2 separate regions of the Mus musculus genome follow, and region 2 is linked to region 1. Evidence: chromatin contacts called from public promoter capture Hi-C data. All regions are on one chromosome and are shown on one strand. Each heading gives the region's core, a stretch centred on a gene start, on an enhancer-like site or on the middle of the called end of the contact. The rest is flanking DNA. Distances are from core to core; before and after follow the strand shown.

Evidence for each region. Promoter capture Hi-C pulls out the DNA fragments that hold promoters and counts their contacts.
Region 2: a contact with region 1 is called in a promoter capture Hi-C map of hippocampal neurons, with 10 times the contacts expected there. The contact joins the promoter of Tmem47 here to the promoter of Prrg1 in region 1. A contact is called at or near these places in 5 of 39 promoter capture datasets (cranial neural crest, frontonasal cranial neural crest, hippocampal neurons and 2 more) and 2 of 115 datasets of contacts at active chromatin or transcription factors (astrocytes and embryonic forebrain).

Annotation. Positions count from the first base shown.
Region 1 is chrX:78,581,243-78,586,999 of GRCm38.p6, reverse strand. It overlaps Prrg1 (proline rich Gla (G-carboxyglutamic acid) 1), which reads left to right and starts at 3,103. Exons shown (of 4, transcript NM_027322.2): 1 at 3,103-3,231.
Region 2 is chrX:81,067,717-81,073,473 of GRCm38.p6, reverse strand. Tmem47 (transmembrane protein 47) reads right to left here and starts at 2,830. Exons shown (of 3, transcript NM_138751.2): 1 at 2,314-2,830. The coding sequence starts at 2,539.

The sequences.
Region 1 (5,757 bases), core at 1,854-4,353:
CTGCTTTATTGTAGTTTTAAATATATATTTAAAAATGTATGTGTATGTATGTGTCTATGTGAGTTTATTCTGTTGGCAGGAGCCCAAAGGAGTCAGAGGGTACCAGGTCCCCTGTGGTTGTAGTTACAAGCAGTTATGAAACTTGCTGTAGGTTGTTCCAAACTAAACCTAGGACTTCTGCAAGAACAGTAAGTGCTCTTACCTCCTGATCCACCTCTTTAACTCCAATAAGTTTGTAGTATGGCTTCTTACAGCCGCCATAGACAATGAATACACTCATTACTGAGAGAGAAAGACAGAGGACATAGGCAGAGACACACCCAGAGAGACAAATACACAGAAACAGAGAGAATAAGAAAATATTCAGACTCTCTAGTCCTTAAATACAGATATTGTATTGTGTGCATTTTTTTCAAAACAGATTTATTTATTTTATATGTATGTGTGAGTGTTTGGATATATATAGGTGCACCATCTGTATGCCTGGTACAAGTGAAGGCCAGGATAGAGTGTTAGATGCTCTGGCACTGGAATTATAGTCAGTTGTAAGTCACTGTGCAAGATCAGAGAATTGAACCGGGGTCTTCTGCAAGAGCAGCACTCATAACTTGTGAGTCATGTCTCCAGCCCAGTGTTCATTTTGTTTATTTTTCTGTCTGTGTAATCATTTTCTTTTCTTCTGCAAACAACAACTGGAGGCTAGAGAGATGGCTCAGTGGTTAAGAACACTGGATACTCTTCTGACATGGGTTCCATTCCCAGCACCCACACAGCAGCTCACAACTGTCTTCTCATTCCAGTTCCAGGAGATTTGGAGTTCTCTTATGACCTCTGTGATCACTGCATGCTTGGGGTGCATAGTCAGTCATGCAGATGAAATATCACACACATAAAATTACACTCCCAAACAAAACCCAGCTCTTATCTGAGGGTCAGAGCAAGTCTGAAAACATTTCTCCCTATCTTAAATTTTCATTTAGAATTTTTCTTTACTTAAAAAAAAAAAACAATATGGTTGAATGCATGTGTAGGAGTCTCAGTACCATCTTATCTATACATTTTCTGTCCAGAAACAGTTGTGATAATCTACTCAATCAAAAGCTTTATGTGGTGCTTTAAAAAATCTGAACTAAGGAAAGAGAGACATTTTCTCTCTAATCGGATTTGAGAGGCTTGAACTCAGTGTTGTTCAGAGGCGGTGATTCCAAAAGCCTGTAGTAGGTGACTTTGGAAGGTTCTGAAAGAGTGACCCTGTCTGAAAGAGGAAAGATTGAGAGCCTGAGATGGAATTTCAAACATTCTACTTTCTGGTTTCATTTATTCCCAAGGCTAACAACAGACCTACCTTTTCACAGTTTGGGTTACAGAATAACTTTGTCATTTAGCTTAAGCTATTTCAATGTAGCATTTGTTACTTCTACCAAAATAACCTGATACATTAAGGGAAAAAAGAAGAAGCCAGCAATCAAATTAAAAGTGAATTCCTCCACATATCTTCCTCTATAAGAGGTGTAAAAATCAACTTTATTGACCTATTGTATTTTTAAAGTACCTTCTTTACAGGGAATGTTTTACTAATGAAATGAATAGGATAAAGTTACATTTTCAGTCACTTAAAGATTCATTCTGCAAAACTTGCCAGCACACCTTTCAGCAAAAATTACTCCCTACAATCCCCCTAAGCTTATTTTTCAAATGTAAAGTAGAAGTGAATTCAAGAAAGTCTACTTTATAAAATACATAGATGGAAGAACCACAAAGCTAATAGGAGGAATTTCAGTATATTTAGATCTTTAGTGACAATGATATGACTGCCCCATAAAATGTTTCAGTCATGCTGGGTGGTTGTGGCACAAGCCTTTAATCCTAGCACTTAGGAGAAAGAGGCAGGTTGATCTCTGAGTTCAAAGGTAGCCTGGTCTACAGAGTGAGTTTCAGGACAGCCAGGCCTATACCAAAAAATCCTGTCTCAAAAAAACAAAATAATACAAAAAAAAAAAAAAACAAAAAACAAAAACAAAAACAAGAACAACAACAACAACAAAAAAAACCCTAAATAAATAAATAAAGTTCCAACCACAACTAAAGTACTTATTGGGAAGGGCCAACTAGTGTGGCCCTAATTCCGTCATGACTAAAGTTAAAGAAAGAAAGAAAGAAAGAAAGAAAGAAAGAAAGAAAGAAAGAAAGAAAGAAAGAAAAGGAGGGCCGGGTAGGGGAATTAGCTTGGAACAAATAACTTCAAGGCCACACCCTCTTCACTTTGGGTTCACTGAGGTGTGCTTATTTTAATAGCTGAACTGAAAGCATGAGATGCCATGCCACAGCTGACCAGAGTCTAAACAGAAAAGCTCAGAACTTAAAACTAAGCATGCGTGCAGCATGGGATAATAATCACTTTAGCCTTCTTGAATTGGTAAACACCAGAAGAAAGTGTACCAAACAACACGGCCTTAGATCCCATATCTGAGAGGAGCCTTTAGAAGTCTTTTAGTGTTCAAATTATAAACACCCACCGAAGACTTTAAAAATAGGACTTATTTGACAACTTGTGTTCTCCTTTCCCAAGCCATTTAGATGGATTTTGCCAAGGTAATTATTCAGAGAAGGGTGCTGTGGCAGACACCTGAAATAATAGCACTTTGGGAGGCTGAGGCAGGATCTTCACGAGGTAGAGGCTAACCTGGGCTATATACAGAGTATAAAAACAGCCAGGGCTTCAAATCAAGAGCCTACTTTTAAGGAAAAAAAAAACTGTTTTGAAGGGAATTCAGGTTGTTGGCCTCAAAAGTTGTTCAAAAGCAATAGTGCAAATTTGCTCCCAGGGAAAGGGGCAATTCCTTGACACTCAAATGTAGTCCTTTGCTGCTCCTACAACTGTTTGGTTCTGCTTCAAGCAAGGTTTGCACCTGGCCTAGTTTGGGGAGGCATAGAAGGGATAAAGGCAGCTTTTCTAGCTGGGCTCCAGCTCAATGGCCTAGCACACAGTGGTGGAAGCTCTACTCTTCCCTTCCCTTCCCGCCCTGCCTGGCCACTCCCCTTGCTTCCCACTTCCTCCCGGCCCCGCCCCTTCTTTTTTAACCCTCTTGATGTGGGTTCTCTGGCTTCCTATTGCCCTTCGCATCAGCAGCAGCTGCAGGCTCCCTCTTTGCTCCTGGCTCCGGCTCTAGCGGGTGCGCGCAGGCGCGGCTTGCAGCTCTGCTAGCGCGTAGTAGCTGAGCGGGGCTCACGGTGAGTGAGGCAGCGGTGCGGGACTCCTTGGAGAGAACGTGGTTGGCAGCCAGAAAGGGACTCGGGTGTGTATGGAAGACTTTGACCCGGTTAGGGGAGACTCGTGCAGCTTTTTCAGTGGCGGGGCTTCTCGAGGTTGCCAGCCTCCGGCTGCGTGTGGAGAGGAGTGAGCCGTGGCGGGAGACTTAAAGGTGTGTAGGAGCTGCCGAGTTAGAAGAAAGAAGAAAGGCGTTTAGAAGCTGGAAGTCCTCACTTGAGCTTGGCCAGGCCAGGAAGGTTCGCTTGAGAGCCCTGGAAGGTGGCCCAGCTTCAAGTTCAGTCCCCCTACTTGGTGCCCCCGAGCGGTGTCCTAGCTTACTCTTTTCCTTCCTCTGCTTTCCCTGGGTGCCGAGTTGGCAGGAAGGTTTCCTGTCGGTGGGGAGAGGATTTGGGGGAGGTGGGTTGTTGGCCCGGACTGTTGCAATAGAGGGTGTGGCGTTCCTATGACTTTCCTTTCCCCGGGAATGTGTCCCTCTTCTGATACATTGTGCCTGGACATTTTTTAACAAAGGCTATAACTGTTTTGTAGGCTGTGGTGGGTGACAGCGGCGGGGGGGGGGGGGGGGCGAGGGTACGCGCGTGCGCGCACGTGTGTGTGTGTGTGTGTGTGTGTGTGTGTGTGTGTGTGTGTGTGTGTAGGCTCGCGCGCGCGTGTGTCTGCAAGCGAGCGAGCGCGCGCGTGTTGGCTGGCTTGCTTCAGAAGTCTGTGTTGCCGCCCTAGGGGGTGGGGAATCAGTGTGGGCCTGAAGTTGGGGGAATTTCCAGAAAGACCTAGCAACTTTCTGCAGAGGCTTTTTTCTTTTTACTGGTCTGTTGATTTTGAGAGTAAGAATATTCCCCATAGGAATGTGCCTGGTTACTATTTTGTGTGTTCTTGCTCTGTGTGTGTGTGTGTGTGTGTGTGTGTGTGTGTGTGTGTGTGTGAGAGAGAGAGAGAGAGAGAGAGAGAGAGAGAGAGAGAGAGAGAGAGAGAGAGAAATTGAGAGATTGATTTTTATACGTTTTTACAAATCCCAACAGAAGAAAAACCAAAAATAATGGTATTTCAGAAGAAATAAGTGAGTGTGAATGAAAGGGAGAAGACTTGGAATAGCTAAGTAGAGCTAGATAAATCCCTTTTGATAGTCACAGAATATGATCAGACTTGGGAAAATGTGGCAGTGTACAAGTCAGTAAATTTAGCTAGAGTATTGTTCATTGTTTCAATGAAGAATTCTTAAGGATATGGTGCTGCCAGATACTTAGGCTAACTCACTTTAGAAACTTTAAAAATGATAAAACATTAGGGAAAGTATTGTGACATTGGATAAAGGCCCATAGGCTTTCATGTTAAAAATTTATGAACTTTTATGAAAAATGATACATGTGGTACCAAGCACAGATGTTTATATTTTAACTCATTTTTTAACTGAGTACATCATAATAAACTGAGCTTCCTCCTCCTCCACCCCTTTTCCTTGATTGTGAATCCTGTTTTATAAACATAAACACCCATGGAAGGAGTTACAGAGACAAAGTTTCGAGCTCAGACAAAAGGATGGGCCATCTAGAGACTGCCATATCCAGGGATCCATCCCATAATCAGCCTCCAAACGCTGACACCATTGCATACCCAAGATTGCATACCCTATCAAGATTGTGCTGATAGGACCCTGATATAGCTGTCTCTGGTGAGGCTATGCCGGGGGCCTAGCAAACACAGAAGTGGATGCTCACAGTCAGCTATTGGATGGATCACAGGGCCCCCAATGGAGGAGCTAGAGAAAATACCCAAGGAGCTAAAGGGATCTGCAAACCTGTAGGTGGAACAACAATATGAACTAACCAGTACCCCGGAGCTCTTGATTCTAGCTGCATATGTATCAAAAGATGGCCTAGTCGGCCATCACTGGAAAGAGAGGCCCATCGGTCTTGCAAACTTTATATGCCCCAGTACAGGTGAACACCAGTGCCAGAAAGTGGGAGTGGGGGGTGGGGGTGGAGGGCATGGGGGACTTTTGGGATAGCATTGGAAATGTAAATGAGGAAAATACCTAATTAAAAAATAAAGAAACATGGAAATACTAAGAAGCTAAAAAAAAAAAAGAAAAAATAAACATATACTCTCAGATCTGAAATATGTTTAAGCAGAATTTCTTCGTGTTTTCTTTTTATTTAATCTTTTCTCCAATTATTCAAAGGATTTGGTGATAATATTATCCAACTTGGGAGAGGGGTGTTAGGATGGATGCCTTTTGCCTTTTCCAAGAGCTCAGCCTTATGAACTTATTGAAAAATATTTTCAACTCCCTCGGAATTAATCATCCTTTAACTGTTTAACTTATAGCACTAGCCTTATTTTCTCTCTTGTTACCCCAATACTTGGGTTGCCTTGCATATGGTAAGTGCCCAATATAATTATAGTTACATGTTATTACATGTCATTAGAAAGATAAGATCCTACACAGAGTTCATGAAGTATAGAAGAAATTCTGATCTTTTAATGTT
Region 2 (5,757 bases), core at 1,581-4,080, 2.5 Mb before region 1:
CATTTTCTAAGTGGCCACAGCAATTTTCTGTGTTTTGGCCCTTCCCTTCACAACTTTTCTGCTACCACACAAAGTCAAGAACTTCCACATAACTTGTACTACTTGTAACACATCTTGTCATCTTTTAGAGGGACAGAAAACTATTTTTTTCAAGCAAATTGAAGCCAATGAACCCAAGTTGAAGGACATGGAGATAGAATAAGGGGCGTAGGCTGGGGCGGGGGTGGGGGGCTCAGAAAGCATGCTTGCCTTTGATTTTCCCTTTCCACAGTCCTATGGACACCATATTTGCATTAAGCTTATGTCTCCGTATTTGCCCAGCTGAAATCTTTGGGGTTTTTTTGTTTTTTTATTCTTTTATTTTTCTTTTTGGTCCAGTTACAAATTTCTTTGTAGCTAAAATCAATCGGTATGGAGGCAATTAAGGAAAGATTAGCAAACAAACTGAAGCTGCTTTTCGTCCATTCCCCACATTCCAAGCCAAGAGAAAAGGATAATAGCCTAAAAAGCAAATGGGAGCTGAAGCTGGTTTCTCCAACCTATCTGAAAAGTCTTTATGCAATCAGAGGGCTATTATTTCAGGAGACAGAGTGAAGGGGGCAAAAGATTCACGTTGCTAAGGAGATCTGCTGAAGCTGGCATTCCTACATAAATTTCCATTTCTATTGAAGGGAGAAAGAAAAGATATTTTTTCCAAAGTTTATTTGGAGCCCCTGGTTACCAAAGAAAGGCATTTTGTGGGTTTATTTTATCTTCAGTTGTAAACAACTAATCCTGAAAGAATTAAAAAGCCTGAGTGTTGACCTCCTGCTGCCAACCAGTCCCCTTCACTAAGAATCAATCAACAAAGAAAGCCTTCAATAGGTATTCTGAGGTAACAGCAAAGAAAAAGCCTTTGTAAGCACAAAATTAAATTTCTGGAAGAAATTTAACTAAGTGAACTAATTTCTCCTATAACAAAAAACGTAAGACAAAGAAAAGTCGGATTTGTGTGTGTGTGTGTGTGTGTGTGTGTGTGTGTGTGGTCTTTGTGCTATTTCAACTTTATTAGAACTTGAAACGTTTCCAGCAAAGCTTAAAAAAATTGTTTCAGAAAAGACTTGAAACTATCAAGAAGGGATTTAATGAGTTTCTCAGGTCAGTGTGTGAGTGTGAGCGTGAGCTTGTGCGTGTGTGTGTGTGTGTGTGTGTGTGTGTGTGTGTGTGTGTGTGTGTGTTAGCGCGCGCCAGCATTAAAAAGAAAAAAAAAAAAAAAAAGCACCCAGCAGAGCCTCCCTTTTACATTCCTTAATCTGTGCACACAGCAGCAGCTGAAGAAACAGAATTCAAGTAGCAATAGTTTTCAGCAAGAAATTGGAAGTTGGCAAATTCTTAGGAATGGGACTCTGGAAATGGGGTTAAAAACAAAACAAAACAAAAACAAAAACTAGAGGATCAGGAAGAGAATAAAGCCACAAAGTCCCTTTGAGCTAGTAGCCACAATGGCTACCGCCTACTCTACCCCGTTTCCCATCCGCACACAATTTTCACTGCTTGCTGAATGAAGCAGAACTTTCCAGGCAACTGTGAGTAACTAGCTCAGAGAAAACGGAGTGGAAGAAAGGGGAGTTTCTTACTGTGGGAGTGAAAGAAAGGAAACTCAGAAGCAACAATGGTGTCGCCAAAAAAGGAAAGAAAATTCATCAGTCTCTCCTGACTCTCGGTATCCCTCCCCAAAATTTAAAGGGGAAATACACACACACACACACACACACACACACACACACACACACACACACACACGAAAATTCACTCGGGAAAAGCCAGGTGTCTTAGTCAGGGTTCCTAGCCAATACACCAGGTAAAGTGAAATAGAATAGGGGGAAATGTGGGCCTTCAGGAAAACTTGGGCAAATTTCTCTTAGAGGGTTGGAACAGAGAACCCACACAGATTTGGAGCGTTTTACCCATTTCTTTTCTAACGGGGGTGTGGAAGGCATTGCGTCTTTTACACAGCCACATGGTTCTCGCCCTCAATGATAACAATTGCCCAAAATAGCAGACGTGTTACTCCAAAACTGGAGGGATGAGCAAGGGAGGAGTAGAGGGCGTAGGAGGTCTCTGGAGTCTTGCCTACCCGGACCCCTTCGAGAGAGGGGCACATGCAAGAGGGTCCTGGGGTCCAAGGGCCGAGAAGGTAGGGCAAGGAGGCAGGGAGGGGAGCGAAGGAAAGTGGGGGAGGTGGCTCCCAGAGAGGCGGTGGCAGCGGAGGAGCCCAGGATGGCCACGCGGGAGCAAGGGGCGCGGCACCGGAGGTGGGGTGGGGGCGCTCACCGCTGCCGAGAGTGGATTCGCAATGCCAGATATCCAGGTTGGCGGGTTTCCGGCAGGACTCCCACAGGGACAGGTAGTACTGGTGGTCCGCGGTGACCCAGGCCGGGCTCAGAACAGCTCCCAGATCCAGACACAGCGCCAAGAAGATGCACACCAGCCCGACCAGCTTGAGCGGGGTCAGCACCGACACTCGCACCTCTTCCATGCCGCTGCCAGCCGAAGCCATGCCCGGGCGCCGCTGCCGCCCTTCCCGACGCAAACGAGGACGCCAGGAGGGTCCGAAGAGCCTGGAGCGGGACCTCCCGAACAGGAAAGCGGCGCTAACCGCGCCAAGAAGTCGTACCTTGGGTCTCAGTTAAGCACACCGAGTGGTCAACTGGACTTGCCTAGCTGGGACGCCTGGCCCTAAGGAGGTCGTCCGCTGCTGCAGCGACAGCAAACGCAGAGAGAATCTTCAGCAAGCGATCAGCCCGCGCCCGCGCCCGCGCCTGCTCCTCCCTGGCGCGGCCAACCTGGCTCCGCCCCAGCCCCGCCCCAGGCTGCGGGAGGCGGCGCCTTAGGAGAGAGACTGAGGGTCTGCACCCGGACGGCGGAAGGCTCTGGCTCCCGCCGGTCTCGCCACTAATCCCTTGGTCACTGCGCGCAGCAATTCTTCTCTGCAGCCAGCCGGACCGCGGTTGCTCCGGGGTCGCTCCCTCGCCCTGTCTCCGGGTCACGTGGCTTTTCCTTTCCTAGGGAACAGGGACTGACCATTTTTCTAGTTCTCTTCTTGATGTGGCTTCCTAGGCTGTGGCCTTTGGAGAAAAGATGGGTTCCACACAGGGCGATGTTCTACCCTCTTGCTAATCAATTCACATCCGGAATGAGGTTGTGGAAGGAGGGGAAAAGTAACACTTCCCACTCTGAACCCAGGACGAGCCCTGGAGACACCCTTCCATCCCTACCTTCCAGCTCCAAATTAAGTCAGTTCTCAATCTGAAAACAGCCTTTGCTCTCCTCTGAAGGGCAAGAGAGAGATAAAATGAATGAGAGATTTCACAAAGTGTAAACATGAAGCTAGCCAGGCATTGGTGGCTCACGCCTTTAATCCCAGCACATGGGAGACAGAGGCAGGCGGATTTCTGAGTTCGAGGCCAGCTTGGTCTACAGAGTGAGTTCCAGGTCAGCCAGGGCTACACAGAGAAACCCTGTCTCAGAAAAAAAAAAAAAAAAAAAAAAAAAAGACAAGCATAAAGCTAGCCCTATTTGCAACTCTGCTGTTCTGTCCTTTATAATTTGGCTAAAATCCCTAAATTTCTCTTCACTGTGTTCAGCTAGATCTGAATTCCTACCCTCGGTGATAAGCTTTCCCTGTTCTTCCACAAGCTCTACTACATTTCCCTGTTCTTCCACAAACTCTACTACAGGGCCTGAGATAAGAAGCTGTGATATAAGGATCCTGAATGGAACTAATGCATCTACATAGATTTTTCATTAAATTGACTTACACAAGGACTCTTCAAAGGGCATTGCCTTGGTTCTTGAGGAGGGGCTTCACGCTTTTGGCTGATTTATGAGAACTGCACACCCCTTGAAACTGGATTTGTGGTTTGTAATTGTCAATTCAAAGTGATTGGGGATGGGAGTTGTTTCATGCCTTTTTTTTTTTTTTCAACTACTTTCCCTCTTGCCTAAAAGAAAAAGAAAAAGCAATTTAATGTTCAGATCATTGTCTAAGAGTGTTTCCAGATCATTTACCTTTTCAATAACTTAGTGTGAAAGTCAAAAATGAGGACACTGACCTGAAGAATGCCCCTTGGCGTGCTTCTCACCCCTGACATAATACCTCAACCTTAATGGCTCTCATACTTTCTGTGCAGGGATAAGGGGGTCCTTAACACTCATTCTCTTCTAACATCCTCTTTGCACAGGCATAGCACATTTTGACAAGAACACTTGGAGTGGAAGAAGCAATCAAAGTAGTATCAGGTGATCTGAGAAAAAGAAGAAGCCCCAAGTAGAATGAAACCCAAAGTTTTCTTAAAACTATAAATAGGAGAGCTGGCTATTTTTTTACTCTTCAACCATTATCAGGTTAATTTCTTCAGGAGGCACCAAAAACAAGCAAGGAACACACTCAAAATTGTTTCTTCCAGTGTAGAGGAATGCTAGGGCAGGTGGTGAGGCAGGAGTGGGTGGATGGGTGGGTGGGTGAACACCCTCACAGAAGCAGGGTGAGAGGGGATGGGATAGGCTGTTTTCAGAAGGGAAACCAGGAAAGGGATAACATTTGAAATGTAAACAAATAATAAAATACCCATTTTTTATTTTTTATTCTTTTTAAGGAGCTCCTTCCTTTACCTAGGTCTTCCAAATGCTTCTTTGATGCAGGGTTAGAGTACTAAGTGCCCCATACCTTGCTAAAACAGATCCTTATAAAACACTGAAAATTTCCAAACCTGAAGAATGAACTCTGGTGACTAGGGCTGTGACATTTCCTTTTGCTCAGATTTACACTTGCAGATTTATAATCCAAAAATAATCTTTAGGAAATTTTCCTAAGCATACTCCAGGTTATAATGACATTGTTTCACCCTCCAAATTCTAACAACTAACTTTTCTGACTCAACTAACATTTTCCTTATTCATCATGCTTATTATTCATTCTACAACACTCCTACACCAACCTCCACACTTACTGTATTTGTTCTGTATTGTTTTCGACTGCTTGCTGGAGCTACTTTGCACTATTTCAAAAAAACCAAATCTGTTATCTCCAAAAAGTAGAAAAGTAAACTACCTCTAACAACAAAAGGCCAAATTCTGCTAAAATACTCTGATTCTTCTACCTGCATTTATAAAGTTTGCATGGCATAGTGAGGATCAACAATCCTCAGTGTTCACCTGTAAAATATATAAGGGCTTCAAACAAAAAAAAAATACTATTTATTTTAAATAATATATTAGTAAACTCATGTGGTCAAAAGTTCTATTTGAAACTATTTTGTGGTGAATTATAGATTTGATTTATTTCATTGTGAATAATCAGAGATTCATCATTGTCTTGTGTAACTTATGGAACAAACAAAATACTATCCTTCATGCATCTGAAAACTTGTGTTTTATCATCTCAAAACTTCACTGAAGAAATGGTAGACCAAAACTTACCATAAAAAAATGACAAATTAAAGATATCCAAAAAAGATACCTGACTGGAAATGAAGGGAAGACATGACAACTGAATTACACAGACACATGTGTGTATGTATATGTCTTTCCATGACTCCAAAAATACATGCATATACACATATATTTTATGGGCTATCATATATGTATATATTATATATTATATGCACAGTGTCTGTTGTACAAAATAGGATAGAAATGGATGAAGATTGATCACAGTGAACTGTGAAGGAAGAACTCCTACCTCATGAAAACTGACTTGCAAGTGAATGAAAAATG